Regions from separate parts of the Mus musculus genome. Here region 1 is linked to region 2. A link is a contact called in public promoter capture Hi-C data. All regions are on one chromosome and are shown on one strand. The core of a region is the stretch at or near the end of the contact, and the rest is flanking DNA. Distances in the headings are between cores, read along the strand shown.

Region 1 (5,111 bases), core at 479-2,978, 3.0 Mb before region 2:
GGATTACTCATCATTAGAAGCTGCTGGAATCTTTGCTGTTCAGGGTATTTGAGGTGCTGAAGACAAAGGCAGGATGCTAATTCACACCCTTGCTCTAGAGTGCTCAGCCTTGAGTCTTTTCTTCTTATTCTTTAAAGATTTATTTACTTATTATATGTAAGTACACTGTATCTGTCTTCAGATCCTCCAGAAGAGGGTGTCAATCCCATTCTGGACGGTTGTGAGCCACCATGTGGCTGCTGGGATTTGAACTCAGGACCTTTGGAAGAGCAGTCAGTGCTCTTAAAACCGCTGAGCTCTCTCTCCAGCCCTGGATTTATATCTATTTATCTGTACTCTTGAGCCTGGTGCCTGACTCTGCCACTAATTGCTGTCCTCAGCAAGTCGCTCCGTTCTTCTGTGCTGTAAAATAGAGATGGTCATAGTACCAATTCTCGGGTTGTGGGGGTTCAATGCATTTAGAGAAAATACTATGTTAAGCTTGGCATCATCAGCTATTCATTACCAACTTACATTTAAAATATAGTATGCATAAATCTATAATGTGTGTGCAAAAACCTCTGGTTAAATGATAGGACTAAAAACTTGTTCCTGGAGGTTAGGAAGCCGGCACACTCTGTTTATGCAGTATTCGACTCAGAGTGGAAGCTTAAGTCACACTGCATGGTGCGGCAGAGTATAACCATAACCAGGAAGCTGTAACTGCGCATCATTCAAGCAGAAGGTAGAGATTTCACAAGTGTTCCCAGTCACCTCCCCTGCATACGTTTATCTCAAAGAACAGGGCCTAGGAAGAGATGAGCAACCAAATGAATGCTGACAAAATCTCACTCTCAAAAGCGCAAGATGCACACACAGGTGCTTTAAGTTTACGTCTACACAAAGCCTATAGATTCTTCCCTCTTCTTCTCCCCTCTCTCTCTTTCCTTCTCCCCTCTTTCCTTCCCTCTTCTTCCCTCTTTTCTCCCTTCCCTCTCTTTCCTTTCTTCCCTCTCTCCCCTTCCTCTTTCTTTTCTCTCCTCCTTCCCTCTTTTCTTCCCTCTTTCCTCTCTCTCCCTCACCTCTTTTTCCTCTTCCCCTCTACCCCTTCTTTCCTTTCTTCCTCTCACCATCTCCCTCCTTGATCTCTCTTCTCTTTTCTCCCCTTTCCTCTTCTCTCTCCTATCTCCTTCTCTCCCACTCTCTTTCCTTTCCTGTCACTTTTCCCGGCATTGAGACAGGATTTTGCTTACAGGCGATGCACTCACGGCTCCAAAGAGCTGTTCTTGTCATAACTGAGGTGAAATTCCTAACAACCCTTGGTACATTAAGACCCCTCAACAGATACTAATAACCCTGAAATGGGGCGGGACCTGGGCCTGACGAGACCCCACCCACGTCCTGGGCCCGCCCCCGCTCTAGGCCCCGCCCAGAACTCGCTCTGACCGACTGTGTCGCTCTCAGCCGCCCTCTTTGTCCACAGGACGCTTGCGCACCTGTCAAGGCGCCTTGGCACTGCCCACATCCAAGTGAGTGGTACAGAGAAGCCTGAGTTTTCGGGAAGCCTGAACACAGCCTCTTTCCATGTCTTTTAGAGTTTGTTTTCGTTTCTAGGTCTTGAGAAAGCGCGGTTTTTTCCCCCCGACGTTGCGTAGGAGGCTATGTTTTAAGTCAGGCGTTCTCTAGACAGTCCGCATTTTGGATTAAGGTCCTTGCGCTGAGCTTTGGGCGGGCCTAAGGGGAAGCCGGGTCCTTTTCTAGGGCGGTCGCACAGGCAGCGGCGGTGCGAAGCGGGCCTCCGCCAACATGTACTACAAGTTTAGCAGTTTCACGCAGAAGTTGGCTGGAGCTTGGGCTTCGGAAGCCTACACCCCGCAGGTACACTTTTGCCGCGTCGCCTTGGGCCGGAGAACAGCAGCCCGAGGCAGGCAGTTGCGAGGTTCGAGCCGTGAAGGGTTTCTGCCGGCCGACCGGTCCGGCTTGCTGGTGTCCCCTGGTGTCCTTAACCACGCAGGCTTGGAGCGGTCGCCGAGGTTTCTGGGTGTGTGCTGCACCCTAGGCGAGGTTTGCATGGCACTGAACTCAGGTCTGATACCTTGCGGGGGTCAAGGTGACCCCTGGGGTGGTTGCTTGTTTAAGGTGGATTTCCCGTAGAATCTGTGAAGGATTGCAGAAGGTGACATAACTGTGTTTGGGTTTCTGCTCTCTCTGGTTGAGGTGGCCTTTGTGACTTCCTCTTGTTACTGGCCCTGTCACAGCCCAGAAAGCAGCTTTACCCAGCTACCAAATGGAAGACTGGGAGGGCGGATTTGAGAAGCTCGCTCATAAGGCATGGGAATATATATATGTGTATACATACATACATACATACATACTGGGGAAAGCATCGGAAGTGACACCCAACGAGGTTTATGCTTTTGCTAGTTTTAAAGTGGCAGACGGTGACCGTTGACTACTGGGCAATCTGACATTATCCAGGTTCCAGTTAGATCCTATCAATGGCGTTCCCATCTCCAATCTCAGTGTTGTGAAAATGTGGTATTTTAGAGTTCCACTTAATACTGGGTTAGTACTGAATTTAGCAGCCTTAATCTAGTGACCTTGACTGCCCCTTCTAATTCGGGGCAGCATTAACTTGGGTTAAATGTGATGTGTCGAGTGAGCAGATTTTCTGGCAGATGGTTGGTGCTGGATAAATGCTATATATTCTCCTGAACTGAATCACTGCTCAGCATAGTTCGAGAAGCCTTGGTGGGACACGAAGCTGAAAAACCTTGAATAGTAAGTGACCTGTATGGGCTGTAAAAGAGATTGTCATTACTGCCTCTTTTCTACCCCTATGGGACACTCCATCTTAAGGGACAGTGTTTAAGTATGATTTCATTACAAGAGTAGATGTGCTTTCAGGAGAGAGGAGGCCAAGAAGGGTCGTATGGGAGGTTGAGGAGGAAAAGTCTCAAGAGTGTTTAGGTGTTCAGTGTCTAGTGCTGTGTTGTGTCTGGTAGCTGCTGAGGTTTTATGAATGTGGTGCTTAACAGACATGGCTGCTAGTAGGCTCTTTGCTGCTGGAGAGATCATAAAAAGAGAGAGAGAGAGAGACACCATCGTTCTGTTACAGAAATGTGGAAGGAAATGAGGAAAATTCACTCAAAGAACAGTCCAGTGTTAGAGGTGAGCAAGTGTGGTGTCAGTGGAACCCAGTGTAATGAGTTGTAAGGAAAGAACTGCCAGTATGTTGACTGATTTCTTGACAGACGATGTAGGTAAATGGCTGATTGCATTGTATCATCATCTATAGTGTATTTTCAGTGCATAGAGATGGTATGTTACTTTAGGCAAGGTTTGGCATACTTATGCCATGTGACGCACTCCTTTGTTAGTACCCAGACCATAAATTATACCACCTGCAGGAAGGTCTCTCAAACTCGCATTAAAACCCCTGTCTGCCTTCCTGTTTTGACATTTATCAGTTATAAATAGTTCTGCCTGTTTTTGAACCCCTGTAAACCCCACAGAAACTTCACTTTTGAGGTTCCTTCATGTTACAGCGTATGAGTTGTTTCATCAAAAATGTCACAGTTTCTTTTGTGGTGGTTGTAGATGTGCTTTTTATATTTTATTTTATTTTTTATGTATATGAGTGTTTTGTTTGCATGCATGCCTGTGCGCTTCATGCATGCTTAGGCCTGCAGAAGGAGGTTCCAAATCTCCTGGAACTGGAATTACAGACAGTTGTGAGCCACTGTGTGGGTAGAGGGGATTAAACTTGAGTCCTCTCCGAAGAGCAGCCAGTGCTCTTAACCTGCTGCACCGTTTCTCTAGTTTCTATAGATGTTTCTAGTGGAGATGAAGCAAAGGGTAAGCTTTGTTGTTTAGAAGGAGAAAGTAGAAATTTGATTAAGTGACATTGAAGTAAAATTGATACTCAGAGTAGGAATTGCCTAACAAGGCCCTTTACATCATCGACAGGACTTTCAGGATGAGGTGTTTGTGTGCTTGCTTGGTTGGCTTCCTTGAATTCGATTTCATCCTAATGCCAGAATTCCTTTCTTTCTCTTTCTCTCTTTCCTTTTCTTTTTTAAAGATTTTATCTTTTATTTATTTTATGTATGAGTACACTGTCACTGTCTTCAGACACACCAGAAAGGGCATCTGGTCCCATAACAGATGGTTGTGATTTACCGTGTGGTTGCTGGGGATTGAACTCAGAACCTCCTTGAGTAGTCAGTGCTCTTAACCACTGAGCCGTCTCTCCAGCCCTAGAATTTCTAAGTTACTCAAAAGCTTTTATGCATATATTTTTATGGTTGTAGTGATTGAACCCAAGACTTTATTATGCTCGACAAGTGCTTTACCACTGAGCTACATCTCCAGCTCATTACTTTCCTCGGGCTATGTTGAAAGAAGCAGGTTTGGTTGGGCATTCTATAAATTGTATATTCAGAATGTCTTTCACAGTCCCTGTAGGCTCATGCTCACGGATAGCACTGGGGGAACCAGGGAGGTTAATAAAACAAACGGTCAGGCTTTTCTCTCAACACAAGGGATTTACACCCATTTCCATCCAGAAAGCTGGGACTGGATCTATTCAGTGACCTGGTAATCTTTTGCTATCTGTAGGTCCAGGCTTCACCCCAAACCCCATAGAATATTATGTCTGTTCCAGCCTTCTGAGCATTGTTTCTCAATTACTAGAGCCCATTCTTATTGGAGAGTTCCCATGTGCTTTGCAGAAGAATCTAAGGTGCTTATACCAGACCCTTCCTCCCTGGACCCTTATTTATTTATTTTTTTAAAAGATTTATTTATTATTATACATAAGTAGAAAACGGTGTCAGATCTCATTACGGGTGGTTGTTAGCTACCATGTGGTTTCTGGGATTTGAACTCAGGACTTTTGGAAGAACAGTCAGTACTCTTACCCACTGAGCCATCTTGCCAGCCCCCTAGACCCTTATTCTGAGCACTGTTTCTTGGTCAATAGAACCCATTCTTATGGAAGAGGTCATAGCATTGGTACTTTGCTAAAGACATGCACTTTGCAAAGGAGTGTCTGAGTTTGGGTGTCTTCATTTGATAGTGTCTTACTTAGCTAGAGTGTTTATTGCTAAAGACCGTGAGCAAAAGCAGCT
Region 2 (5,118 bases), core at 231-2,730:
CTCTGCATCTACCTCTCTCCTGAGGGCTGGGATTAGCGGCTGCATCACTTCTCGCAGCTTGAAATGTGTTTTAATAACGAGAAGCCAAGGAATAGTTTTCTATAATAGTTGATTTGGTTCAGTCACTTAAGACCACACAAACCAGTTGTTGAAAATAACTGATATATCAGTTGTTCTCTGAAATTCCTTTTCTAAGTCCTTCCTAAGCTATAATTCCTCTGCCTTTCTCTTTAAAAAATTATATTTATCTTGTGTGTGGTGCACCTGCCATTGGCCATGTGTAGAGATCAGACGAACTTCTGGGAGTCAGTTTTTCTGCTCCCAGCGTTTGGGTATCTAAGACAGAACTTGGGTTCCCAGTCTTGGCTGCACCTGCTCTTTCCTGGCTGAGCCCTCCCACCAGCAGGTCTGCTGTTGTCTTACTACTCTGATGGTTAATGGATGGACTTCAAACTATTACTGAACACGTTCAAAATGAGGGGGACTTCTTTTTTTTTAAGATGCAAATCTGTACATGTATTATAAAAGGAAAGGCTTGTAGATTTCATTCAGATCCTAAGAGGTAGTCTAAAAGATGGTGGTTTCAAACATTTTTCATCTGTGAGATCTTGTTTATTGTACTACAAAACAGCATGGTTCTTCCAACTGTCTTCTCATCTATGAAATGAAAACTGAAAACTAAGACGTTTTACTAAGAAAGCGTTCAATGATAGAGCACATGTGCCACAGCGTTGCACAGTGCCACTACAGGAAGCAAGTCCATCCTTAGGATGGACGGACAATTCATAGATACTGCTTTTATAGCATTCTGTGATTTTCATATCTCTATCCTGGGTCCTGTACCAAGGCGAGGTGAGGGCTGGGGGGAAATCCCTCCCTTCCAGAAGCTAATTATCCAGTTGAAGCTATGAAAGATCCCAAGCAGGATGGACTAAATCCATAAATAAAAGCTTGTGGGTTTGAATAGACACATGATCAATAAATACTACACGTATGCGTTACGTCCTCATGGCATGGAAAGGCAGATGGAAACAGGCAATCTCTCCTCCCACTAGACAAACACTGAGCAGTCGGGCCTTTTGTTTTTTTTTTTTTTTTGTTTTGTTTTGTTTTGTTTTTGTGAGAGGGATCTATCTTTTGTGCAATCTGTTTAGTATACAGTGCATGCTCGGGGCACTCCTTATCTTCGTGCTGGGAACAAAGTACACACACCCCTTTTCTGAAACACAGGGCCTAGGATCTCCTAGAGCTGGATGGGCTCCCGGGCTGTGGGACCACACAAAAGGGGCGCTTCGCCTGCTCGCAGGCCCCCACACCCAGGTTCTCGGGTCGCGGGTTCGCCTTCAGGGTCCTTCAGCCCCGCCTCTGCGAGTGCCCTCCCCAGCCTCTGGCGCGCACCCCTCCTCATCCGCGGGCAGCCGGAAAACCCGGAGCGAACCGGCCCGGGCCAGCGGCGCATGCTCAGTTGCGAGCAGGTTCAGTTTGCTAGTAGGAAGCTCCGGCGCTACACCGGCGGCGGCAGCGGCAGCGGTAGCAGCAGCGGCGGCGACGGCCAAGCGGCCGGATTCCCCGGCAGCGACCTCGGGCCCTCCCCGTTCCCCACCGACCCCTGCTCCCGCTTCGTCCCGTTCTGGGCCTCTCGCTTGAGTTCCCCGCTGGCGAGCGGGCGCCACCGGCCGGAGCGTCCATCCACGCGCCGTCTCTCGGCGGGCCAGGCCGTGCCGGGGAGCGCAGCCCCGGCGGAGGGCGGCCCGGGGCGGAGCGGGGGGCCTGCCCCGGGGCGGTGGTGCGGGATGCCGCCGCCGCCGCCGCCGGGTTGCGTTGGCTCTCGGCGAGCGGCGCGCGTGTCGGGTGGGTGTCCGGCCGCGGGCCTCGCCCCCCAGACTCCTCGCCAGCGCTAGCCGGGCCGCGCGGCGCCCCGAGGGGGCCGGGCCGTGCACGGGCTGTGGCCCTTCTCCGCGCCGCGAGCCGCCGCCCCTCCGCCCGCCCCGAGGCGCCCCGCGGGCACCATGCAGGCGCAGCAGCTGCCTTACGAGTTTTTCAGCGAGGAGAACGCGCCCAAGTGGCGGGGGCTGCTGGTGCCTGCGCTGAAAAAGGTAGGGGCGCGGAACCCGCTTCCCGGCCGCAGTCCGCGCGGGGCTGGGCGAGGGTGGGGAGGCGGGGCGCCACTGTCGTCTTTCTTCCCGGTCTCGGATCTCGGGGAGGTCTGCTCGGGCTGCGAGGTTCCCCGCGTCCGCTGCTCCAGCTGTTGACACTCGCCCGGGGTGCGTGGGAAGGCCGCACACAGTCGGGGAGGGTTGGTCTGGATCATCCAAGCGCGGAGGCGGGGGTTGGAGGAGCCTCGGTTTTCCGTGGAGGTCAACGAAGGCCATTGCCTACCTTCTCGATCTTCCGAACTGCGGTCAACCTCTCGTTTTAGGAGTCCGGTACTCTCACTGGCTCGAAAGTGCCTTGGCCACAGTGCTTGCCTAAGTAATTGCGAGGTTGCCTGCCAGCAAGAACATGGCCTGCTCGGCTGTGCTCGTCCTCAGTCATAACTCCCCGTTTTCTTGACCCCCTCCCCCATTACAGCGGTGATGCACATGCCACTGTATTCAGATTGGTTCTTTTGAAGTGTCTGAGAATCTTTGAACGTCATTTGGTTTGGTGTTTTGCATCTTTTTATTTGGAAATGTTGCTACATTTTAAAAGCTTCTAAAGCAACTGTCTGTCCTTTGGTTAGGCATTTTGGATTTTTGTTTGCCAGTGGTTAAAGTTATTCGTGAATGTTGCTACATTTTAACAGCTTCTACAGCAACACTTAGTGACATAGTAAATACTGTACTAAGACATCTGAAACAGGTGTGCTTGAATGGATTTTAAAACAACCAGATTGGTTTTTGTTTTCATTTGCCTTACCTGTAGAAATTGTTTTACAATTTAATCTCCCATTTCTTGTTGCTCAGATGATTTTCGTGCTATCTTTGCTAAAATGCAGTTTTGTTACTACTGAGTACCTGGCGTTTACTGTGCCATTATGCAGAGCCTTTCTATTTTACCAGAAAGTCTTGAAAGGTATTTCATACTCCCAGAGGCCAGTACCTTTCAGTTTCTCGTCTGCCCTGTTCTCCCCTTCCCCTCTTGGTATGTTATGTGGAAACTGTTGGCTTTGTTGGAAGACTTTGCTTTTATCTTTCAGACTTAGGTTCCTGCGCTTTATCCTCAAGTGTCTCCCTACTTACAAACCTCTGTATGTTTTCTAAGAAAATCAAAGAGACCACCTTGTTGTGCATCCTTAATGACTCCATGAGACTTCAGTCCATTTCTACATTGGCTTTACCTGCACAATTGCCTGCTTAGCTTGGAGAATTGGAGAAGAATGCCTCATGATGCTAGAAGTTTGGTATTTTGACAGGACAGGATGAAGACAAAAAATTGATTTATATGTACAAAAGCTCTCATAGAACCAGTTTGAGGTATATGGCTTAAAAGCAATAGCTCCTATTCTAAGGAAACCTCCAAAATAACACTCGAGGCTCCTTTAGAATGGTAGACAGAGCATTGTAGAAGTTGGCAGACTACTCTAACTTGCCACTTGGGTGGTCCTTGCTGAAATCTATTTTGTGTGGCTGGCATTGTGGATTTTGTTTTGTTTTTCAATGTATGTAATTAGTCACCAGTTTCTTTTTTTCGAGACAGGGTTTCTCTGCATAGCCCTGGCTGTCCTGGAACTCACTCTGTAGGCCAGGCTGGCCTCGAACTCTGAAATACGCCTGCCTCTGCCTCCCAAGTGCTGGGATTAAAGGCGTGCGCCACCAACCTCCCGGCAGTCACCAGTTTCTTAAAATGAGAACTATCACATAAACTCTGAGGTTTGTTTGTTTTGAATTATAGATGGACTGGCCATACATTTTCACCATCAACTGCTAGAGTTTTGAGTGACTGCTTTCTTTGGAAAGGGTTTTGTCTCCAGTTCATCAGTGTTGCTTGTGTTCTATCGCTTCATGGTTGGTTGGTTTTCCATTTGAAGCAGAGACCTCCCTGTAGAAGTGATATGAAGAGGGAGTTTACAGAGTCTCCCTAATGTGTGAGGTTCTTTCCCTCATTTACATTTCCACCTGCAATGCTCTTAAGACACCCAAGACAAGGTTGGATATATTTCTCATATTCTGAATATGCTCTTTTGTTTTTTTTTTTTTTTCCCGAGACAGGGTTTCTCTGTATAGCTCTGGCTGTCCTGGAACTCACTTTGTACACCAGGCTGGCCTCCAACTCAGAAATCCACCTGCCTCTGCCTCCCGAGTGCTGGGATTAAAGGCGTGCGCCACCACACCCGGCCTGAATATGCTCTTGTAGCTGAAAACTTGAATTATGGTATGTGTGTAGATGTGTCCTTGGACATTTTGTGTCCTTGGACATTCTGTGTGGGTGTCTCCTTATCTTGAGCTCTTCAGACTTTAAACTACTTGCGTAGTGCCCGACTGTGTGTTTTCATACCTGAGGCTTTTTGGATAGCCTGTGCATTTTCTCTGGTCTAATACTATTCAACCCCAGAGATTTTTCTCAACCTAGTGGCCCATCCTAACTCAACAGTGAATTTTAAGTCCTAATTTACTTGTCCATATTCACATTAGCTACCCTATTGGACTTGTTGTACACAGGTGCTAGGCCTTACACCTGTTAGCACTCATTTTGGTTGTTTTGTTTGTTTGTTTGTTTGTTTGTTTTTGTTCTTTTGGTTTTGGTTTTTCGAGACAGGGTTTCTCTTTATAGCCTTGGCTGTCCTGGAGTTCACTTTGTAGACCAGGCTGGCCTCGAACTCATAAATCTGCCTGCCTCTGCCTCCCAAGTGCTGGGATTAAAGGCGATGAACAAGTGTCTTTGTAGGTTACCTTGAGTTTGTCAGACTTTAAAGTAAATTATTTAGAAATCTTGCTACATTTTTTTAAAGCTTCTAAAGCAACATTGTAACTTAGTAAATCTTCACATCTCCCTCCTTTTGGTTTGGCGTTTTGAATTTCTACCCTTTGTATGCTTCATTTAGTTTGCCAGTAGTTAAAGTTATTTGGAAATGTTGCCAATTCTGTAAGGGGATACTCAAAACTGACCCCCACCACCAGTTTTTAACTTCTTGATTAA

Evidence for each region. Promoter capture Hi-C pulls out the DNA fragments that hold promoters and counts their contacts.
Region 1: a contact with region 2 is called in a promoter capture Hi-C map of pre-B cells, with 2.4 times the contacts expected there. The contact joins the promoter of Cox7a2l here to the promoter of Sos1 in region 2. A contact is called at or near these places in 3 of 39 promoter capture datasets (cranial neural crest, liver and pre-B cells).

The regions. Positions count from the first base shown.
Region 1 is chr17:83,510,950-83,516,060 of GRCm38.p6, reverse strand. Cox7a2l (cytochrome c oxidase subunit 7A2 like) reads left to right here and starts at 1,728. Exons shown (of 3, transcript NM_009187.3): 1 at 1,728-1,857. The coding sequence starts at 1,786.
Region 2 is chr17:80,476,815-80,481,932 of GRCm38.p6, reverse strand. It overlaps Sos1 (SOS Ras/Rac guanine nucleotide exchange factor 1), which reads left to right and starts at 1,480. Exons shown (of 22, transcript NM_009231.2): 1 at 1,480-2,096. The coding sequence starts at 2,010.